Linked DNA regions of Sus scrofa: region 2 is linked to region 1. Evidence: chromatin contacts called from public Hi-C data. All regions are on one chromosome and are shown on one strand. Each heading gives the region's core, a stretch centred on a gene start, on an enhancer-like site or on the middle of the called end of the contact. The rest is flanking DNA. Distances are from core to core; before and after follow the strand shown.

The links. A called contact is a pair of places that touch in the nucleus more often than the background predicts.
Region 2: a Hi-C map of epiblast stem cells shows a contact between it and region 1, with 2.9 times the contacts expected there. The contact joins the promoter of HESX1 here to the enhancer-like site in region 1. A contact is called at or near these places in 2 of 5 promoter capture datasets (fetal skeletal muscle and liver), 18 of 47 Hi-C or Micro-C datasets (adipocytes, alveolar macrophages, embryonic fibroblasts and 11 more) and 1 of 2 datasets of contacts at active chromatin or transcription factors (skeletal muscle).

Annotation. Positions count from the first base shown.
Region 1 is chr13:39,023,469-39,028,663 of Sscrofa11.1, forward strand. No RefSeq gene overlaps it. Among named protein-coding and RNA genes, the nearest start is that of IL17RD, 19 kb to the left of the region's middle. Within about 2 kb of position 3,028, at least 1 of the 83 cell types and tissues checked has an H3K27ac peak or open chromatin away from gene starts, as enhancers often do. A contact at or near this core is called in epiblast stem cells, where this site is marked.
Region 2 is chr13:39,085,382-39,090,371 of Sscrofa11.1, forward strand. HESX1 (homeobox expressed in ES cells 1) reads right to left here and starts at 3,545. Exons shown (of 6, transcript XM_021069007.1): 1 at 3,464-3,545; 2 at 2,161-2,273. APPL1 (adaptor protein, phosphotyrosine interaction, PH domain and leucine zipper containing 1) reads left to right here and starts at 3,776. Exons shown (of 22, transcript NM_001134966.1): 1 at 3,776-3,829. The coding sequence starts at 3,776.

The DNA.
Region 1 (5,195 bases), core at 1,778-4,277:
TCCTGGAATTCTTTTGCCAGTAGATATATGGGGGCCCACAGATGAGTCTCAAGCCTTCTTAGAGGGCAAAGACTTAGTTTCACGATCCTCCTGTCCCTGCTGTGTTTGGAGGCTAAGGTTAACTCATCCCAAAGCTTAAAAAAAGGAAATATTTGTTGAAGCTGATCACTAAAAGTCACTTTGAAGGGCAAATCGGTCATTCCTATTAAAATATATCAATTTCTAATTTCTACCACATTGCCATTCCACTTCTCAATATTTAACCTTGGGGTGGGAAATCACATTTGCACATGTGTGGGAAATCACAGAGGTATACAGTCTTGTTTTCTGTAGCATTATTTTTCATGGTGAAAAAACAAACCAGAAACAACTTTAATATCTTTCAATAGAGACTTGGGCTAAAAACACACAATGGGGATAGCCAGCTTGGCACACTATGAAATGCAATGGATCTGTTTGCTTTAATAAGATAGAGCTCTGAGAAATGCAAATCAAAACTATAATGAGGTACCACCTCACATGGATCAGAATGGCCATCATAAATAAGTCTACAAATAACAAATGCTGGAAAGGGTGTGGAGAAAAGGGAACCCTCCTAAACTGTTGGTAGGAATGTAAATTGGTATAACCACTACGAAAAACAGTATGGCAGATCCTCAGAAAACTCGATATAGAACTGCCATAGGATCCAGCAATCCCACTCCTGGGCATATTTCCAGACGAAACTATAATTCAAAAAGACACATGCACCCTCATGTTCATGGCAGCACTATTCATAATAGCCAAGACATGGAAACAACTTAAAAAGTCCATTGATAGATGAATGGATTAAGAAGATGTGGTACATATACACAATGGAATACTACTCAGCCATAACAAGAACAAAATAATGCCATTTGCAGCAACATGGATGGAACTAGAGAGTCTCATACTAAGTGATGTAAGTCAGAAAGAGAAAGACAAATACCATATGATATCACATATGTGGAATCTAAAATGTGGCACAAATGAACCTATCTGCAGAAAAGAAACAGACTCATAGACATGGAGAACAGACTTGTGGTTGCCAAGGGGGAGGGGGAAGGAGTGGGATGGACTGGGAGTTTGCAGTTAGTAGATGCAAACTATACATTTAGAATGGATAAGCCATGAGGTCCGATGTATAGCACAGGGAACTATATCCAAACTATTGTGATAGAACATGATGGAAGATAACAGGAGAAAAAGAATGTACATATATTTATGAGTGGGTCACTTAGCTGCACAACAGAAAATGACACAACACTGTAAATCAACTATACTTAAATTTAAAAAAATTTAAAAAAAGAGCTCTTGGAGTTCCCGTCGTGGCGCAGTGGTTAACGAATCCGACTAGGAACCATGAGGTTGCGGGTTCGGTCCCTGCCCTCGCTCAGTGGGTTAACGATCCAGCGTTGCCGTGAGCTGTTGTGTAGGTTGCAGACTCGGCTCGGATCCCGCGTTGCTGTGGCTCTGGTGTAGGCCGGTGGCTACAGCTCCGATTCAACCCCTAGCCTGGGAACCTCCAAATGCCGTGGGAGCGGCCCAAGAAATAGCAACAACAACAACAACAAAAAGACAAAAGACAAAAAAAAAAAAAAAAAAAAAAAAAAAAGAGCTCTGAGGAACTTAGAAAAAGCCCTAAGACATATTGATGAGTGAGGGGAGGTGCTAATTAATTATAAAACGATAAATATGGTAGAATACCATTTATGAGAACAAACAAATAAAACAATATCACATGCTTTAAGTGGGTACATATATATTTAAAAATCCATAAGAAAAAAGTTTGAGAGCATTTATATCAAACTGAAAAAAATGATTTCATTTGGCAGGGGCTGTCTCGGGGGAGACTGGAGATTTGGGGGAGGTGGGAATTTCAAAAGAAATTTTTTTTTTTTTGTCTTTTTGCCATTTTCTTGGGCCGCTCTCACGGCATATGGAGGTTCCCAGGCTAGGGGTCTAATTGGAGCTGTAGCCACCAGCCTACACCAGAGCCACAGCAACGCTGGATCCAAGCCGCGTTTGCGACCTACACCACAGCTCATGGTAACGCTGGATCGTTAACCCACTGAGCAAGGCCAGGGAGCGAACCTGCAACCTCATGGTTCCTAGTCAGATTCGTTAACCACTGCGCCACGACGGGAACTCCCCAAAAGAAATTTTTATCTGTATTATGTTAGCTTTTTCACAATTAAGTGTTCATATGTGTTTATATAATTAAAAATAAATAAAACATTGGCTACATTAACAAAATCTCAAAACCTTTGAAAAGGGACTACAATCTATTGCGGAAACAGGTGACACAAACACTCATTATCTGCCCTTCCTATAGAAAATTCTGGAAAATGACAAAGAGCCCCTACTTTTCTCTCTTCCAGAAAATGTAAATCTTTTTCTAAAAGTTGCCTGCCACTAAGGCTTGCTGTTTGCTGATAAAAGCAAGTAATCTAGATAATGCAGTAACTTAGGATCTAGATGCACAAGGAAGATCATATACACACCACCTGTACTTTACAGTTAACATGTGACTAGTCCTGCTCTGTCACATTAGATCATTAAAATGTAAAACCCCAGTATACATTGTTGCTTTGATTCTTTTCTTTGCTAAGCTGTAGGATGGATATTTGACCCAAGGAAGGCAAATAGTGTCTTTAGACAGAGTTCGGGTATCCCAAGGCCTTTGCTTTCTATTTCAACCATTTGCTGACTGAGGTGAGAAAGGAGACAACATTCCCAGACCGAGACTGTTAAATATATATCCAGAGATAAAGAGTATATAAAATACCTTCAAGTTTCTAGTTATTTTCCTCTGGGGAAAAATAAAAAATAAAACTAGAGTCTTAGTCTTATTACATTAAAGGAAAAAAAGATTAAGATGATAATAAGCCAGAAAGCTGACTAAGCCACTAATCAAAGACAGAGACACAAATACAATTAGTGTTTTGGGCAAGTTGCTCTGAGGATTCTTAGCTAATCCTGAGACTTCCAGAGGCTTCGCATGGGGAGCCCCATCTCAGCCGGGACACAGAAAGGCACTTCCTGCCACCACTCTCTGTTTTTTTGTGTAGCTTGAGTTAAGACCATGCAAAATAAACAATGGAATTTTGCCCAGGCGTCACACTCCCTTCTGGGAGGAAATTACTACACTGGTGTTTTACTCCTTTGCTTTGGAGTATATCTTCTGGTATTTTAATTTTTAAATCCCCTAGCTCTTCCCCTGCCTTTTAGGAAAATTAGTTGTGTTTTCTAACTTTGTGAACACAGAGCTATACTTTTTGAAAGTCTCTCTTTGACTTAGGAAGTTTGCACAAATAGCAAAGGAATCTGACCAAATGAGATTCAATTAACCCCATTGAAGGCACATCATCTATGCACTTGGAATCATGATTTTTTTTATACTGAGAGAAAAGCAGGCTATAGAGCAGCATGTGTGGTGTGGTTCTGCTTGTGCAAAGTGCATGTTATTCATGTGGAGAATGTCTGGAAGGATGGGAGTATCTCAGGGCAGCAGGATTGCTGGCAATTAATTTCTTTTTTTTCCCTTTGTGTGTGTGTGTGTGTGTGTGTGTGTGTGTGTGTGTGTGTTTAGGGCTGCACTGGGGCATATAGAGTTTCCCAGGCTAGGAGTTAAATTGGAGCTGCAGTTGCTGGCCTATGTCACAGCCACAGCAATGCCAGATCTGAACCTCACCTGCAACCTATACCTGAGCTCACGCTGGATCCTTAACCCACTGATCGAGCCCAGGGATTAAACCTGTGTCCTCATGGATGCTAGTCAGATTCGTCTCCACTGAGCCACGATGGGAACTCCTCTTCCTTTTACTTTTCTGTACCATTTCCATTTTAAATATCGAGAATGTATTATTTTCCTAATAAAAAGAACATTTTTATGTTGAGGCAACAAATAAGGGGGTTAAGAGATAAAATAACTGAAATAGCAGAAAATGGGAGCAGAAACAATAGGATGCAACAGATCTGAGGTTAGCACTCAGAATCCTCATTGCCTCAATGGCTGTCCTGTCTCATGTCCATCTCCTGCCAGACCACCATCCCTTTTGAAGACGCCTCCTGCCATGTTCTCCTGTCTACCTCCTTGCCTTTTTAATAATCCGTTCTCTACAGAACAGCCAGAGTCATTTCCTTAAAGTGAAAATCTGATCTGTAGTTCCCCCCAGCTTAAAACCTTCAGTGGCCTCTAGTTAAAACCTCTAGATAAAAACCCAATCACATGCCAACCTCAGGGCTCTGCCTGTTCTGGCCTTTGCCCCTTTTCCTTTTGCTCACTTTGTTGATAGCTCCTGGAGCACTCTTTCCCTGCCTCAGGGCCTTTGCACTTGTTGGTCCCTATGCTGAGACAACTGTTCCCTAAGTTCCTCACAGGGTCAACTCCTACTCCTCAGCGTCCCCAGGAGTGAGGGCCGGGAAGCTGCATTTTATTTAAAAAAATTTCAAATCCCCGTTTTTTGACTGTACCAGTTGCATACGGAAGTTCTTGGTCCAGGGATCGAATTGAAACCACAACTGTGACCTACTCCACAGCTATAGCAACCAGGATCCTTAACCTGCTGTGTCACAATGGGAACTCCTGAATCTGTGTTTTATTTTATTTATTTATTTTTGCTTTCTGGGGTCGTACCCACGGCATATGGAGATTCCCAGGCTAGGGGTCAAATCAGAGCTGCAGCTGCCGGCCTACACCATAGCCACTCGGGACCCAAGCCGTGTGTGCTACCCACACCACAGCTTACAACAATGCTGGATCCTTATAACTCACTGGGTGAGGCCAGGGATTGAACCCATGTCCTCATGGTTACTAGTCAGGTTCCTTAGAACTGAGCCATGACAGGAACTCACAGAATCTTCATTTTATTTACTTATTTATTTATTTATGTTATTCCCCCAATACAATTTTTTTTTCCGAATCTGCATTTTAAATGTACTCACTTGATTCTCCTGCACGCTCACGTTTGAGAGACCCTGTTCTAAAGCACTGGCTTTTGATGAACACTCAAGGGGCAGGGGTTTCAAGAAAAAACTTCTGACAGGGGAGTTCCCGTCGTGGCGCAGTGGTTAACGAATCCGACTAGGAACCATGAGGTTGCGGGTTCGGTCCCTGCCCTTGCTCAGTGGGTTAACGATCCGGCGTTGCCGTGAGCTGTGGTGTAGGTTGCAGA
Region 2 (4,990 bases), core at 2,295-4,794, 62 kb after region 1:
GTGGCAAAGAGCAAAAGCAACATTAACATTAAGGTCACAGGCCAGACGGTGTTTTGGAAGGGCTTAGTGAAGAATTTTGCTATTGGCTACTCAAACATCTCTTTTTGCAACACTCCTCAGAACTTTTGATTCTACCCTCCAATTGCCCAAGGCTTCCCCTCACTCTGCCAGTGAATCTAAGATTTTAAAGTAGATGGAAGTGACTAAGATTCCCAAATTACCAATTAATATACTCATTTCTTCAGTTTGGTTCTTCTCAGCTGGATGAAAACAGCTAATTATCTGTTAATGTGAGTCTCATTAAGGAGTGATTTATTAGGTAACATCTAGAATTATTTGCATTATATATTATACTCTTAAAAAGAGTATGAAAGAGTTCTTGCTGTAGCTCAGCGGGTTAAGAACCTGACTAGTGGAGTTCCCATTGTGGAGCATCGGAAACAGATCCAACTAGGAACCGTGAGGTTGAGGGTTCGATCCCTGGCCTCCCGTTCAGTGGGTTAAGGATCTGGCATTGCTGTGGCTCTGGTGTAGGCTAGCAGCTATAGACCCCTAGCCTGGGAACCTCCATATGCCATGGGTGCGGCCCTCAAAAGCCAAAAAAAAAAAAAAAGAACCTGACTAGTATTCATGAAGATGCAGAGATGCAGATTCAATCCCTGGTCCTGCTCAGAGAGTTAATTAAGGATCCCGCATTGCTGTGGCTGTGGTATAGGTTGGGTGCTGCAACTCTGATTTAACCCCTAGCCTGGGAACTTCCACATGCCACAGGTGTGACCCTAAACAGCAAAATGAATAAATAAATAAAAGGAATCTTCCTCCCCCCTGAATTTTGGACTGTTGGAGTCTTTCAGTTCAAAAGTAGGAGGATTCCCAAGCTCTCTAGGTGATTCTGGAAATGACGCCCCTCTCACCTTCCTCTGTTGGAACCAAAGACTCCTTCCCAAATGTTCACTCGACTCTTTAAATTTTCTAAAATGCAAGGTTATTTGGGAATGGGAAATGGCTATTTTCCATTCTGGAGAGTGTCTGTCAACATGTGGTTTGAGGATGACCTGCTATGGACTCATCTTTGGGATTCCTAGCCCTACCTCTGACCTACTGCATCAGAATCTTCCAGTTAAGCTCAGTAATCTGTATTCTAACAACCTCCCCTAGATGACTTTTACGTGTACATAAATCTGGTAACCACTAACCTAGGGGGATAATTTTGAAAAGTAAAGCACCACTGTCATTTAGGTTGTTGGAGTCTTTTCTATTATAGACCGCAGATCAGAATTTCAAGAAGTATCATGTAAAAACCTAACTATAAGAAGATCAAATATAATTTTATGAGACTAATAATTAACCATTTACAAGACTGTATGTCCTTTTGTTGTAAATTATATGTGTGAAATGTCTCAAAGAATTCTTTGGTGAATGTTGTTTAATCCTGCCTTGCCATCCATAAAATTAACCAGCTGGCCAAAGTTTTTACTATGCTACCCACACATGAGTCTCCAGTAAGCCTGGAGGCATTCTCTGAACAAGCCTCATTTCCTGTGTAAAAGGAACTGAGTTTGGTCAATTGTACAGAACTTAGGCTGATTAAAATTAAATTGGTTATCAAAGGAGACTGTAATTCCATAGCTTTAGGGAAGTTTTACAACAGGAAATATAATCATCTTTCCGGATGAGCAGAGTGAACAGTAGCATAAAGCTAGAGGATCCAAACAGAAAGCCTTTTAAGATCCTTTCTAGCTTTATAATTTGACTAAACTGCCTCTCCAACCAACTGTATGTCAATTTGTTTTTGTTTGTTGTGTTTTTTAACCAGCTGAGCCTGGCAAGAATTCCTTGCCACCAGATAATTTAAGGGCCTCCTGAGAAGCCTTTACAAAGATACAGCTTAGATGCATGGAACATACAAAGCAAGAAACCATTTAACTTTGTGATAATACCCCACCCAGATAATTCAGATACCTAAGAGAATTTTTTCATTGGAATTATTTGGTTTGGCCAAGCTAACTGGCCAAACCCCTTCAGTTATACCATATAACTACTCTTCTTTCTTACACTTTGTTTTCACTTGTCACTTATTCCTGATTCTTATCAACGGCAACTAGCTTTCTTCTCCTTCTTTTATAATCTAATCACAGTTCACCCAAGAATGTTTCTTACCTTCAAAGTCTTCCTTCTTTACAGTCAGGATGCATGCCACTGTGCTGAGGAGAAATGTCAAAGGGCAGAGTTGTGTTGCTGAGATCGGTACGATGCTGGGTATATCCAAGCAGCTGGGAACCAATAACACCGTGTAAGAACTGACAGCAAACCACTTTTCAGAAACTAATCATCTATTCTAGAGGGTGACTAGTGGATAAAAAAATGTAAAAGGAGAGTCCTTATTGAAAGCTTGTAACACTAAGGATAACTCTGTGAAACCATACTGCAAGACTTCCTGGTAAATATTTAAAACCCGATTTTATTTTTCTATCATGAGATTGTGGGACATTTTAGTTTAAAACTGCTTAACTTCCAATCTGGTTACTGTGTTTGGATTTGTTCGTTTATCTGGATTTGTTCTAATTTATTTGTGGAACCAGGTAACTAATCTTTATTCAATAGTTTTTATATTTCTTGAATGAAAATGGAATGGATTGGTGGGATGAATGGCTAGATATTTACAAGACACTAATGATTTTGCCATTCTCTCTGTATAATGATTTTTCTAAAAGAATCTGTATGGCTTCTTATAACCCTACAGAAGAACAAACAAGGCAGTGTGAGGTTGGGAAAAATGATAAAGAGGCAGATCTAATACAGATCAAGTTCTAGAGTGGAGCTTCACTTTTCTCTCCTTTAAAAAAATTAGAGGCTGAAGAAGCGATCTAAAGATTCTTCCAAAACTTTAACAGAAATGCGAATCAGTTATTAACATAATAAACCAGTGTACCTTGATTTTCAAGAGATGCCTTCATTTGTGATTAAAAAAGTAAATAAATAAAGTCTGAATTGCGGCGTGTCAGCCTCTCAAGGCCAGGTAAGAACCGATGAACTAGCAACAAAGGCGTGCTCTTAACTGAAAATACTGATACCCAAGTGCCCAGAAAAAAAATCTTTTCTACTGTCCAAGAATTACCGGGAAGTCAGGTTGACACAACTTCAGATCTCCCAGACATCTGAGTTAGCCAGCACCATTTTGTTGGAGAAGGGAGACTGGAAGCTTGGGGCAGGGTTTGTAAAATTATAATTTAAGGAAACTAAAGAAGGCGCCGGCAGTGAGGCCTCCTTCATGGTCTCTGATGAAAAATGGTGGGGGATACGTAAAACTGCCCTAGGTTCCCGACTGTGGTCCTCACTCTAGGTTCCTAGGGACGCACGGGGAAGACTGTCTACTACACTTCACACCCCTACGCGAGCAGCCAGGGTAGGTGCTCGAGGTGTGCAAGCTGCTCCGCTTTCGACCCCTCAGCGCCGCCTTTACCGCCTCCACCGACTCCACTGTCTCCTAGGCCCGTGATCTGCGCAGAGCTCAACGCGGGGGAGCCTCCCTCCAACCCCCCACGCTGACCGACATCGCCGCGAACCAATAAGCGAGTGGGGAGGTGGGGCAGGCAGTCCAAGGGGGCGGGATTTCCCTCACCGCCGCGAGGCCTCTGGGCGCCAGGCGAGGGCGGCAGAGCCAGCTAGAGAGGGCGGGTCGGGGTCAGCTGCTGAAGGCAGGCGGGCGTAGGGAGCTGTGGGCGGTCGCCGCGTCTCCTGCCGCCGCCCTCCCTCCCTCCCTCCCTCCGCCACGATGCCGGGGATCGACAAGCTGCCCATCGAAGAGACGCTGGAGGACAGCCCGCAGGTAAGGCGCGGGCAGCGGCGGGCGGCGAGGGAAGGAGCGGGGCCGGCCGACCCCAGGCCTGGCGTCTACGCGGCCGCAGGTGCCCGCCCTGGTCCAGGTGGGCGCCGTCCCCCAGTGTTCCCGCTGGTCGCGGGCCGCGCCCGGAGCCGCCGAGCCAGAGCCGTCCTCCCGAGGCCCGTCTCGGCCTGCGCCCCTAAGCCGAGAGCCGCGCGCGGGGTCTGGGACGTCCGCGGGCAGCGACTGAGCCGCCGTCGCCTTGGCTCGTGGGCCCGGCGGTCACGTACGCCCTCGGGGCTCCCTTGTATTTGACAGAAGGTGCTTTTTTGTCGCCGTCTTGTGAGGTGATAAATCTCAATACTGGTATTTTCCCCCGAAAACCTCCTCGGAGAAAATGCAGAAAAGACCCTGTAGACTTCATGGTTTCTGACCAAGCTAGGGGAGGAAATGGATAGTTTTTCTTGGGGAGATGCTGAAAGACTCTTGATTTGCCGGTGTGGAGAGGGCAAAGCCGGTCACGGGTCCCAGAGCCTCCCGTGGCCGTGTCTTGGCGGTGAGTGTAGCCGCTGTCACTCGGGCTGTGCACGCCGAGTGATGGACGGCGCCTTTGAGGCTCCACCACTGCTGCGCCCTCGTTGCAGACTTGGCCCTAATCAACTCATCAAAATAAAAGCCCTGTGTTTTGTGCTTTGGGGATGATGCTAGTGCGGTTGCTGTAGTTTAAAATAATCTAGGAAAACATAACCATTACTTAATGTTTTCGGTACTGAAGAATGAAATCAGCTATAGTAAAAACATGTTATGTTGGTGGGGCCTGTAACTTGCATTGAGAAACTTATCGCTAGGCCTGTCTCTTACACAGTAGGGGTTTAAGATGATGTTGCTGTTTGGCTACCACTTAGAATGAAGAAAATTTTCTGAAATGTTGTTCCCTTAGAACTGCAGTTGCACATATTTCTCGAGTCTTTGACAGTTTAATAGGACTCGAAAAGAAGGGGAGGAAGGGACTAGATCCCCCTTTTCCTGTATGATACGTCTGCCATGGATATTGTGCTAGTTTTGATTGCCAAGTTGAAGTTGGGTTCTGATTGTGGAATTGATTTGTTTTTTTCACAGCGAAAGTTATCTTCACAGACCAGTTGACTGCTGGTAATGTACTCTTAT